Regions from separate parts of the Danio rerio genome. Here region 1 is linked to region 2. A link is a contact called in public Hi-C data. All regions are on one chromosome and are shown on one strand. The core of a region is the stretch at or near the end of the contact, and the rest is flanking DNA. Distances in the headings are between cores, read along the strand shown. Region 1 overlaps slc25a6 (solute carrier family 25 member 6). Region 2 holds the start of ppp2r3b (protein phosphatase 2, regulatory subunit B'', beta).

Region 1 (5,455 bases), core at 147-2,646, 360 kb before region 2:
ATTGCAGTGTTAGTTTTTTCAACATCATGCAGCCCATATTCTACTATATGATTGTGTAACTGTTGTCGTTTTCAAATTAATATTTTTAATATATGCTAAAGCATTTGTGTGATTCAGATGATGATAATGAGTTGTGCATCACTTACTGTAAAAACATTTCTGTTAAATATCTGTATTTTTACAATGTAAAAAAGTTAAATGGATAATGGTAGAAAATGACCAATTCAGTTTCCATTAAATTTACAGATATTTCCTGAAAGCTGTAATAAAACATTATCATTTTGCCAATGTAACATATATTTATGGTTTGTAGAAGTAAACATAATCTAGAATTGTATTTTAATTGTTTGAACATAGAATAATGGACTAAAAATGAATAGAAGTTATAACAAGGCATAATAAGAACATTAAAAACAAACCCAAAATTTGGCTTGTCGAATCCTGATTTATATATATATATATATTATACATATATAATAGATCAGCATGCTAGACAAATATAGTAATAAAAAAATGTATTTATGTATCTCATCACTCAATCACACACAATCTTTGTGGCCCGGCTGGACTAACACATAATTTCAGAGCATGTGTTACTTCTTTCTCCTTAAATGGTGCATATGCACAAAGACTTTTAATTTTAGCCAGCCAGCCTCAGTGCTTCTGGTTGAGTTGTCTTTCCATTATAAAGTTGCCATGTTTAGGGTCTGATTTCTTTAAAATCAGCAATCTTCGCTGCCTGATATATATAAAATATATATATATATATATATATATATATATATATATATATATATATATATATATATATATATATATATATATATATATATATAGTGGGTCTCAGACTGGACAAGAAGCACTTCAATAAATTACATTTTCCCTCACCATGTCTTTAAAATATGACAGTTTATTTTACCCTAGTATTTTTAATGGAGTTTCTGCGCTCGACTGCTGCTCCTGTTGGTGCTATCTGATACACGGCCCTTCATCTAGTTTTATGCTTGAACAACTAAATGAATGCTTAAGTCTGTTTAACTGAATGTATTGTAATTACATTACAACATCAATGCTGTAAAAACAACCTTATAAAATTGAAAATAGTCACATTAACATTTCACCGGAAGTTTATCTTTGGCTGAAAAACACTAATAGTGCATAGAGCCCATTCAGCCTGTATTGTGGCTATTTTTATTGTTATTTACACTGCCAGTTCTTCTTAATCATGTCGAATTTATGCATGGTTTCTTGATTACGCTGATGTGCAGGCATGCTTCCCGATCCAAAGAACACCCACATTATGGTCAGCTGGATGATTGCACAAACTGTGACAGCAGTGGCTGGCGTGGTCTCCTACCCATTCGACACTGTGCGTCGTCGCATGATGATGCAGTCTGGGCGCAAAGGAGGTATGCAGTACACACAAGCTCAAACATATGCACTCATTTGAATAACTCGCTGTTCTCCACCAAGTGTGCATTTATTTCAGCTCAAGCCCTTGTCTTTTGTTTTCCCAGCGGATATTATGTACACTGGAACCCTTGACTGCTGGAGAAAGATCGCTCGTGATGAGGGCAGCAAAGCGTTCTTCAAAGGGGCTCTGTCTAATGTACTCAGAGGAATGGGGGGCGCTTTTGTTCTCGTGCTTTATGATGAATTCAAGAAGTATATTTAAACTACTGTATATATACTAAATGGAAGTAGAGTAGCTTTTACCACAGCGCTTTATTAAGCTTTAACCAAACCCTCTCCACTATGCACAGATGCGGTCTTGGTTAAATTGTGTTAGAGAACACTTTAGCGAGTCATATTTTTAAATATTTGTGTTTGTTGCTGCATTTGTTGTGTTTAAGACATGTTCTTTCTTTTTAAGACAATGTTTTCTGAAAAGAAAGCAACAGTGTGTTATTTAAAAGGATAGTTTTCATAAAAATTAAACGTTAGTTTACTCATGCTCAGGCAATTTAAATGCAGGTGATTTTTTTTATTCATTAATACATTAAAACAAATATATTTAGTGGGAATAACCCTTGGTGATGCATAATATTCTACAGCTCCTGCACTGTAAAAAATACTGGTTGGCTTATTTTTAAGCGGAATTAAATTAACCTTATGAGTCCTTTGAACATTGTTTAACTGACTTAAAACAGCTTGCGTAACTTATCAAATTAAAGTCAGAACATAATTAACTCAGTTTGATAAGTTACAATGAACTAAAAACATATGTCGTCATGACTAATTGGTCATATAAGTTTTACAGTGTGGCATTTTAGGGGTCAAAAAACAAAGAGGCTACACATAAACATATATAGATCAATATCATCAGGAGCCACGGCTATTAGTTTTGTTGTACCTTAAAATGTTTCTCCATCTCTCAAAGATTACGTAACTCTTAAATCACCACGAACCAGTGTTGGGCAAGTTACTTCAAAAAGTTTTTTTTTAATTACAGATTACATTTTTAATGTATTTAAATTACTTTTCTAATTAGTTTGTCAGTAAGTAACATAAAGAATAAATAAGGAATTTAATTACTTGGAGCAATACTGCTTAAAACTTCTCTAAGTTTCCATGCATATGCAATAGAACTCTTTTAATTCTTGAAATTGGAGTCAAAAAGGGCCTTTTAGCATAAAAAAATGAACACTTATCCACATTTATCAATTAAGATATGTAAAAAAAAATTATGTATAAAACATGAAAGCTTAACGTAATTACAACATTTTTATACATAGCATATAATGTCAATAATTTTTTACTCAATTTGTTGTGTCTTAAGCATGTGCAACGTGATAAATGTAAACGTCTTTGCTTAAAAATAGAGATATTCTACTAAAGTAATTTGATTGCTTCTTTGAAGTGATTTATACAGAACTGTTGAATTTATTTACAGTATGTAAGGCAAGTATATTATAAATAACTAATTAAATTACCTCAAAATGGAAAAGTAGTTTAATTACAGTAACTAATTTGTAGGGTGATACGATTGCTTAGTGGTTAGCAGGAAGGAAAATGATTGAATGAATGTTAAAATTCTATGTAAATTACTTTTCTAATTATTTTGTATGGAAGTAACATAAAGAATAAATAAAAAATGCATTACTTGACTCAATACTGCTTAAAATTCCTATAAGTTTCAATGCATAGAAAATCTGTTTAAATTATTTAAATTGGAGTCAAACAGGGCCTTTTAGCGTAAAACACAATTAGCACTTAAGAATTGTTAAAAGTATGTGTATCAAAACGTGAAAGTTTAATTGTTATTACACCATTTTTTACACATAGCATATATTGTCATTATTTTTTTACACAATTTGTTGTTTCTTAAGCATGTGCAACAGGATAAATGTAAACGTCTTTGCTTAAAAATTTTAATATTTTGCTAAAAGTATATGATTGCTTCTCTGAAGCGATTTATACAGAACTGTTGAATTTACATACGCCAAATATATTATAAGTAGGCCCACACAGAATCTGTGCGCAGAAATCTGCAGATTTTTAGCCCATCGTTATGTCTATGTATGTGTGTAATTTTATATTTATTCAGTTTTTAAATTAATTTTACTAATATTATTGTGATATAATCATAGTAATATTGAAATGTTCATATGATTTATTTACAGTACAGTTTGTAAAGTAATATGTTCTGTCTTTTAGTAGATATATTATATAAGAGACTTGTTTTGTTTACCAAATAATTGGTTTACTAGTCTAATTGGATTTGCATTATAGACATTAAATAAAAGTTAAAAATGTATGATTTTTATTAGTAACTGAATAGTTTTTAGTTATAATACTCCTAAAATAATTCTGCATAAATACGCAGATTTTTTAAACTAAATTCTCAGCAGAAATAGCAAAAAATGTCAGCAGATTCTGTCTGGCCCTAATTATAAGTAACTAATTAAATTACCACAAACTGGAAATAAATCTTACTTTACTTTTTCAGCAGAAAAGTAGTTTAATTACAGTAACTAGTTACTTTGTAACTAATTAAACCCAACATTGCCAAGGACCACAGTTTTATTTGTAACATTTTATTAAAGAAAAAAGTCACCTGCATCTTTGAAACCTTGAGGCTCAGTAAATATAAAGGTTTTTCATTTTTAGATGAACATTCCTTTTAAGCATCCAGCCAGAGAAATATTAGAGATACACTTATGCAAAGTCTATATTTTAAATATTAGTGATGCTGTTGCACAGTTATTAATAAAATATAACAGTTGATTGATTTTGTCTATAATATTCCTCAATAAATCTGAGCCATTAGCAGCTTTCAGTTGATCGTATACCCTGCAATACCACAATACCTCCTCAAGATGGCGTGACAAGACTGCAATTTGTACTGCATTCTTTTAGTACCATGTTCTTGTAGTCCTTCTGCTCAGTGTTTCAGACTTCCCAGCCAAGGTCTGTGGTAACAAGGGTATACAATATCACTCTCAAAACAAAATGTGGAGTTCAAACACACAGAATAATGTTCCACACTTTAAACGTTTTCTCAAGTTGGACTTGAAAAACCAACTGAGAGCTGGTGTCCGATGGAATCACAGATGTATTAAATATGACGCTTTAATTCACAACAGATTTGCCCTCTATGTGTCTCAGCAGAGAAAGAGCCCAGTAAAGTGTTCCAGCAGAGAATATGGAGCCAGAGACGAGGCATTCATAGTCAGAACTTATGTGACACGAAAAGTGTATTTCCATGATTTCTCTTTTTGGAAGTCCGCTTAAGTATTTTCCATCTTGGATAATGAAGGGAGTCATATTTTCATGGTCATTTTCTTGTCAGTCTCAGTGTTTAGTTGAGTCAGGCTGATCTTGATGAAGTAGATCCCGCTTTTAGAAGTATAAATGTGAGGGCAAGTAAGGAAGGGCATTTTGAGTTCAGTAATGACACTGAAACATTACACTCATTTTTAGCATGTAGAGCTATTGTAATCATATTGTACACTTTATGGAGAGAAAGGCTGTAGTCTACTTACATAGACTACCTGCACTGATTGAACAAGTTTAAGCTTGTAAATTCAATAAAAGTGAATACCCTATATACTCTTATTGTTTTTCAGTTTTATTTGTGGCAGTTAGCCTCTGAACTTTAAAAAAAAAATCTTTAGACTTTAAATCACTTTTAATTGTTTACAAGGCACTTACAATTGATGGAAGGTGGCATGAAATGACACCAAAACCATATTTAACATACTGGTTACCCAGTGTTGCGGTATCATGCATTAAGTAACTCGAGTTGGGAAATAATATTACCTTTCTAAGTAACCAGTAAAGCATCACTTTTAAAAATAAAGTAATAATATTTGAGTTACTTTTTTGTTTAGATAATGAGCTTTAAACAAACAGTTTCTGAATTTAAAAAAGTCAATGAGAGCATTAAAGCAAAAGGGCATTGTCTCAATTGGGCAGTGATTTTACTTAAGACAAATAGTACAAAACTTTCAAA
Region 2 (5,053 bases), core at 1,975-4,474:
CCAACTGACCCAGCCGGGGCTCAATCCAGCGATCTTCCTGCTGTGAGGTGGCAGTGCTATCCACTGCGCCACCGTGACACATATATATATATTTTTTTCATGGGCTATTACAATTTTTGCTTAGTGATAGTGTTGTGATGGAAAGAAATGGATGTGAATTCATTTTAATGGTAATTATTTTTTTAGAATGGAAATATATGTAAAATGTTTAGAATTGAATAAAAGCGCATGCAAACCCTGAAAGAATTTGCATTAAAATGCAAGAACTGACAATGCAATGTTTATTTTTTGTAGGTTCAATTTAGACAAATGTTGTTTTCTTCATAGTAAAACAATTCAATTCAATTCAGCTTTATTTGTATAGTGCTTTTACAATGTGGATTGTGTCAAAGCAGCTTCACGTAAATGGTCATAGTAACTGGATCAGGGTAGTTCAGTTTTTAGTGTTTAAGTTCAGTTTAGCTCAGTTAAGTGTGGTTTGAAGTCATTATTGAGAGTCCAAACACTGAAGAGCAAATTCATCGATGAGTAGCTTTTCAGATCCTGAACCAAATAAAAAAGAGCATTTTGCATGGTTGAATTGTTTCTGAAACATTTTCTAAAAGTGACATTTAAAATGAAAATGCCGTTCATTTTTTTTTGTGTAATATGTTTACAATTAACATTAACAAGGTCATTGTTAGATATATTGTATGGAAAGTTTGGGACCTTAGCAGGGGAAGAGCTGGGACAAAGTAACATGGGATGAAAGCAACAAAGTGATTTTCTCGAACTCTGACAACATTTTATTCCCAGGCTATAACAGCACATTCAGCATGCAACCCTCGATGGAGCTGCCAAATATCATGTGATTTCTTGTGTCCCACAGTTATCTCCAAATTTCAGTTTTTAAGTGCAATAAGTAAATTATTGAAGTGGTTCTTTTTTCCTTATTACATATTGTGTTTCTCATGTGTCACACTAATGATCAATCTACAAGTTATTTAATGCAATAGCACACCCTTGAGTTTGAAATGTCTGAGTTTTAAATTGCAAGAGTTCCTGTGGGCACAAAAGTAACACGTATTTTTGTCCTGCTGCTAATAGACATGCCTTATTTTTCACTTCCACATTAGTTTTCAGTTTTTTTATTCATATGTTTTATAAGATTATTGCATGTAGCCAATAATAATAAAAAAGAGCATTTTGCATTGTTGAATTGCTTCTGAAACATTTTCTAAAAGTGACATTTAAAATGAAAATGCCGTTTATTTTTTTTGTGTAATATGTTTGCAATTAACATTAACAACGTTATCGTCAGATTTATTTCAAATAAACAAGATTGAGCCAGTAAATCTAGCAAATATTGTTGTTTTACTTTTGACCCACCCGTGTGTTACTTTCGTCCCAGTCTATGGGCTCAAAAGTAACAATGTGTTAAACAAAGTAACTTTTGTTCAAAGCAGGGGTTTCTAAACTTTTTCTTACGAAATCCTAAAAACCAAACTTGATTGAGGCTAGTGGGCCAAAGGTGAATATAGTTGCAATGGGTAATTTCCTAGTTTATTTAATAATATTTTTAAAAAGATTAGAAAACATTGCTTTATATAAACTAATACAGTATTTTTTTTTTTCATTATTAAGGAACTTATTATGGTTTCACCCTGCCCCCCCGCCACCCACCCACCCCCCCATGCGGTACAGGTGAATTGCGTAGACTAAAGTGTCTATAGTGTATGAGTGTGAATGGGTGTGTGGATGTTTCCCAGAGATGGGTTGTGGCTGGAAGGGCATTCACTGAGTAAAAAATGAGCTTGATAAGTTGGTGGTTCATTCCGCTGTGGCGACCCCGAATTAATAAAGGGACTAAGTCGAAAAGAAAATGAATGAATGAATGAATGAACTTATTACAGTAAAAACAAAACTATCAAATTTATAACAGACTTACACTGGTTTTTGCCTTGATTTGTTCCCTGATGTCTTCTGCATAGACCTTTATTCGACTAACAGTATTTACATAAAAAAATTTTAAAAATCTGATTCATTTACAAAATTTAATTGAAACATTTAATTTCAGTTAGCTTTTTTTATCTCAGCAATAAAACAAAAAAGGTTAAGTCAAATTAGAAACTACAATCTCTGTTAAAGGCATTAGCCCCAATCCTCTCCATCATAATCACTCTCCTCCCAGACGGGATGCTGGGCCCAATCAAAGGTTACAGTGGGACAATTTAGGCCCGCGGGCCTTACTTTGGGCATCTCTATTATATATTGATACAAAATAACACCAGATTTTGAAACACTATTGTGAGTTAGTAACCACAGCAAAATAGTTTTGCTAAAAACATTATAAAATGTTATAAAATTCTTTTAAAATTTAGGTTTTTATGAAAAATGTTTCTTTTGTCCCCGCTTTCACCAACTGTATAACTGAATAAATAAATTAACTTGAAGTAGTTTCAGAGGATGGGTGAGATTATTATTATTATTATTCATTCATTAACTCATTTTTTTCGATTTATTCCCTTTATTAATCTGGGGTTGCTATAGCTGAGTAATTCACTAACGTATCCAGCATGTTTTTCCCGCAGTGGATGCCCTTCTAGCTGCAACCCATCAGCGCATGTATTTCGATTTGTGGGTGAAACCGGAGCACCCTAAGGAAACCCACACAAGCACAGGGTGAACATGCAAACTACATACAGAAATGTCAACTGACCCAGCTGATGCTTAAACCAACGACCTTCTTGCTGTGAGGTGATTGTGCTACCCACTGCACCACCATGACGCCCCTATTCTTATTATTATTTCAGTAAAATAGAAAGAAATTAGTAAATTCATCAGTAAATTAGAATTGTTCTAAGCAAACTCATGCTTTGTCATTTATGTTATGTTTGTTGTCATATAGGCTATGTTGAACTCCTGTGCTTTGTTTTTTATCGTTTAAATTCAGCTCAGTGGCAAAAATATATATATATATTAATTAATACTGCTGAGTAATTTTTTTCTATAACTACTAGTAGAATATTTTACACCTTTAAACAAAAACCTGTTTATGCAATGTTTCGTTCGGAGTCAAAACGTTCACTTCAGACAATGAATCGGATAATTCGACTCTGTAATCAAGTGAAATGCAATTCCTTTTGCGAATCGATTCTTTAAAAGAACCGCTTTTAATGAACGAGTCTTTCGCGTGTGTTCGCCACTCTCGCGATATAAACTTTTCCCGGTTACCTGAGGAGACGAGAGTTTGGTTCAAAGTGTACCCCTATTGGAATGAACAAAAACAAACAAAAATCTTCTTTATAACTGCAGGTAGAGTAATGCAAACCAGTTACCGTTTACTTTGTCGTGTTTACCGGCTGACTGTACGTTTCTTTATCTATGTTACGAAATGCTGGCGGTGTTTATGTAATAGTTTGTCCGTTAGCAGTGAGAGTATATGCTCCGTGTTAGTCTGCTAGCAACAGCAACAAACCAGTTTATTTCTCTCGTGTTTCAGCTAACTTGGGGTTCTGCCTAAACGCTTAACGTGTGTGAAATTGTGAGTTAAATAAGGTGAACTTGAATTGGGATAATTTGGTGTGTTCTCCACTTTCGCCATCCGCGGTGGGATGTTTATAAACCGTAACGTTAGTTTACAATAGCATAGTTGGTTCAGATACTAGTACTTTAAGTGACTTATAATAGAATTCAATAAAAGCACATCTTGCTTTCACGGAGTTTAAAGGTTGTTGTTTGTGACATTTGAAGCCAACGGCAAGTTAAACACTTTAAGTTACTGGTATAAAGTTGGTTTCAGATTCTCACATTCGTTCAGTCATTATTTGTGAGACGACATATCTTGTTTTCCATACTTTGAATATTCAGTCTTAAATCGCATGCAAGTATGACTTGAAAACAACATTAGCACTGTCTGACTGTGAGCAATGATGTACTTTTTTATTATTGCAATAGCAGGCAACTACAACAGGTAGAAATGCAAACAGTTAGATGTATAACAAACAATACAAACTGCAACAGGAGAAATGCGACACTTTTAAAGAAATATAATAAAGGTAAAGCAAAAGAAAGACAATGAGGAAGAAAAAGAAACAAAAACTAAATAAATAAATGAGGGCACATGAAAAAAATAATACAAATTAATGTAGTATATTAAATAAAACACATGTTTTATAAGTTTTAATTGTTTTCTTGTTATGAGACTGCGATATCAATGTTGTTCTTTAATTGTCATTGGCTGCTTATATGCAAATAATACTTTTCTGAGATTATATCATTAAGAAGAAAGTCTGAATGTGCAAATATAAAGCCAATTTTACCCTAGTTAAAACCCTTTAAGTAACGTTACTATCATTAAACATGATCGTAACGTTTTGGCAGGGAATTAATTAACATTGCATTGCTATTTTGTTAGGACACAGTGATATATGTTGCTTAGTTGTGTGAGATCATAATCAAACAGCTGTCTATATTTTTACCCATTTTACACACATGGAAAATAAATTGTATAAAGATTTTTTTATTGTTGTTGTACTGTATATTCATTTGTTAAATGTATTCAGTTTCATTCATTCATTTTCTTTTTGGCTTAGCCCCTTTATTAATCAGGGCTCACCACAGTGGAATGAACCACCAATTTATCCAGCATATGTTTTACGCAGCGGATGCCTGTCTAGCTGCAACTTATGACTGAGAATCACACACATGCACTACGGACAATTTTAGCTTACCCAATTCACCATTTAGTGTCTTTGGACTTGTGGGGAAAACCAGAGCACCCGGAGGAAACACACACCAACACAGGGAGAACATGCAAACTCCACATTGAAATGCCAACTGACCCAGCCGGGGCTCAAACCAGCGACCTTCGTGCTGTGAGGCGTTTGTGCTATTCACTGCGCCACTGTGACACCCAAATGTATTCAGTTTGTTTAAATTGTTTTCCTTAACATTTTTTGTTTACATTTTATTTTTGCCCGTCAAACACATACCATTTTCTTTAGATTTGGTTGCATTGAGTATTTGTTCAGTTTGTTACAAATATAAACTACTACACAAATTGATATGCATG

Evidence for each region. Hi-C and Micro-C count contacts between places; a contact is called where the count stands out from the background.
Region 1: a Hi-C map of an unstated tissue shows a contact between it and region 2, with 3 times the contacts expected there. The contact joins the enhancer-like site here to the promoter of ppp2r3b in region 2. A contact is called at or near these places in 3 of 18 Hi-C or Micro-C datasets (caudal fin, hematopoietic stem cells and an unstated tissue) and 1 of 4 datasets of contacts at active chromatin or transcription factors (caudal fin).

Annotation. Positions count from the first base shown.
Region 1 is chr9:36,555,037-36,560,491 of GRCz12tu, reverse strand. It overlaps slc25a6 (solute carrier family 25 member 6), which reads left to right. Exons shown (of 4, transcript NM_001128732.1): 3 at 1,269-1,409; 4 at 1,518-2,037. The coding sequence ends at 1,675. Among named protein-coding and RNA genes, the nearest start is that of slc25a6, 6.1 kb to the left of the region's middle. Within about 2 kb of position 1,396, at least 4 of the 62 cell types and tissues checked have an H3K27ac peak or open chromatin away from gene starts, as enhancers often do.
Region 2 is chr9:36,199,955-36,205,007 of GRCz12tu, reverse strand. ppp2r3b (protein phosphatase 2, regulatory subunit B'', beta) reads left to right here and starts at 3,224. Exons shown (of 14, transcript XM_689298.10): 1 at 3,224-3,294.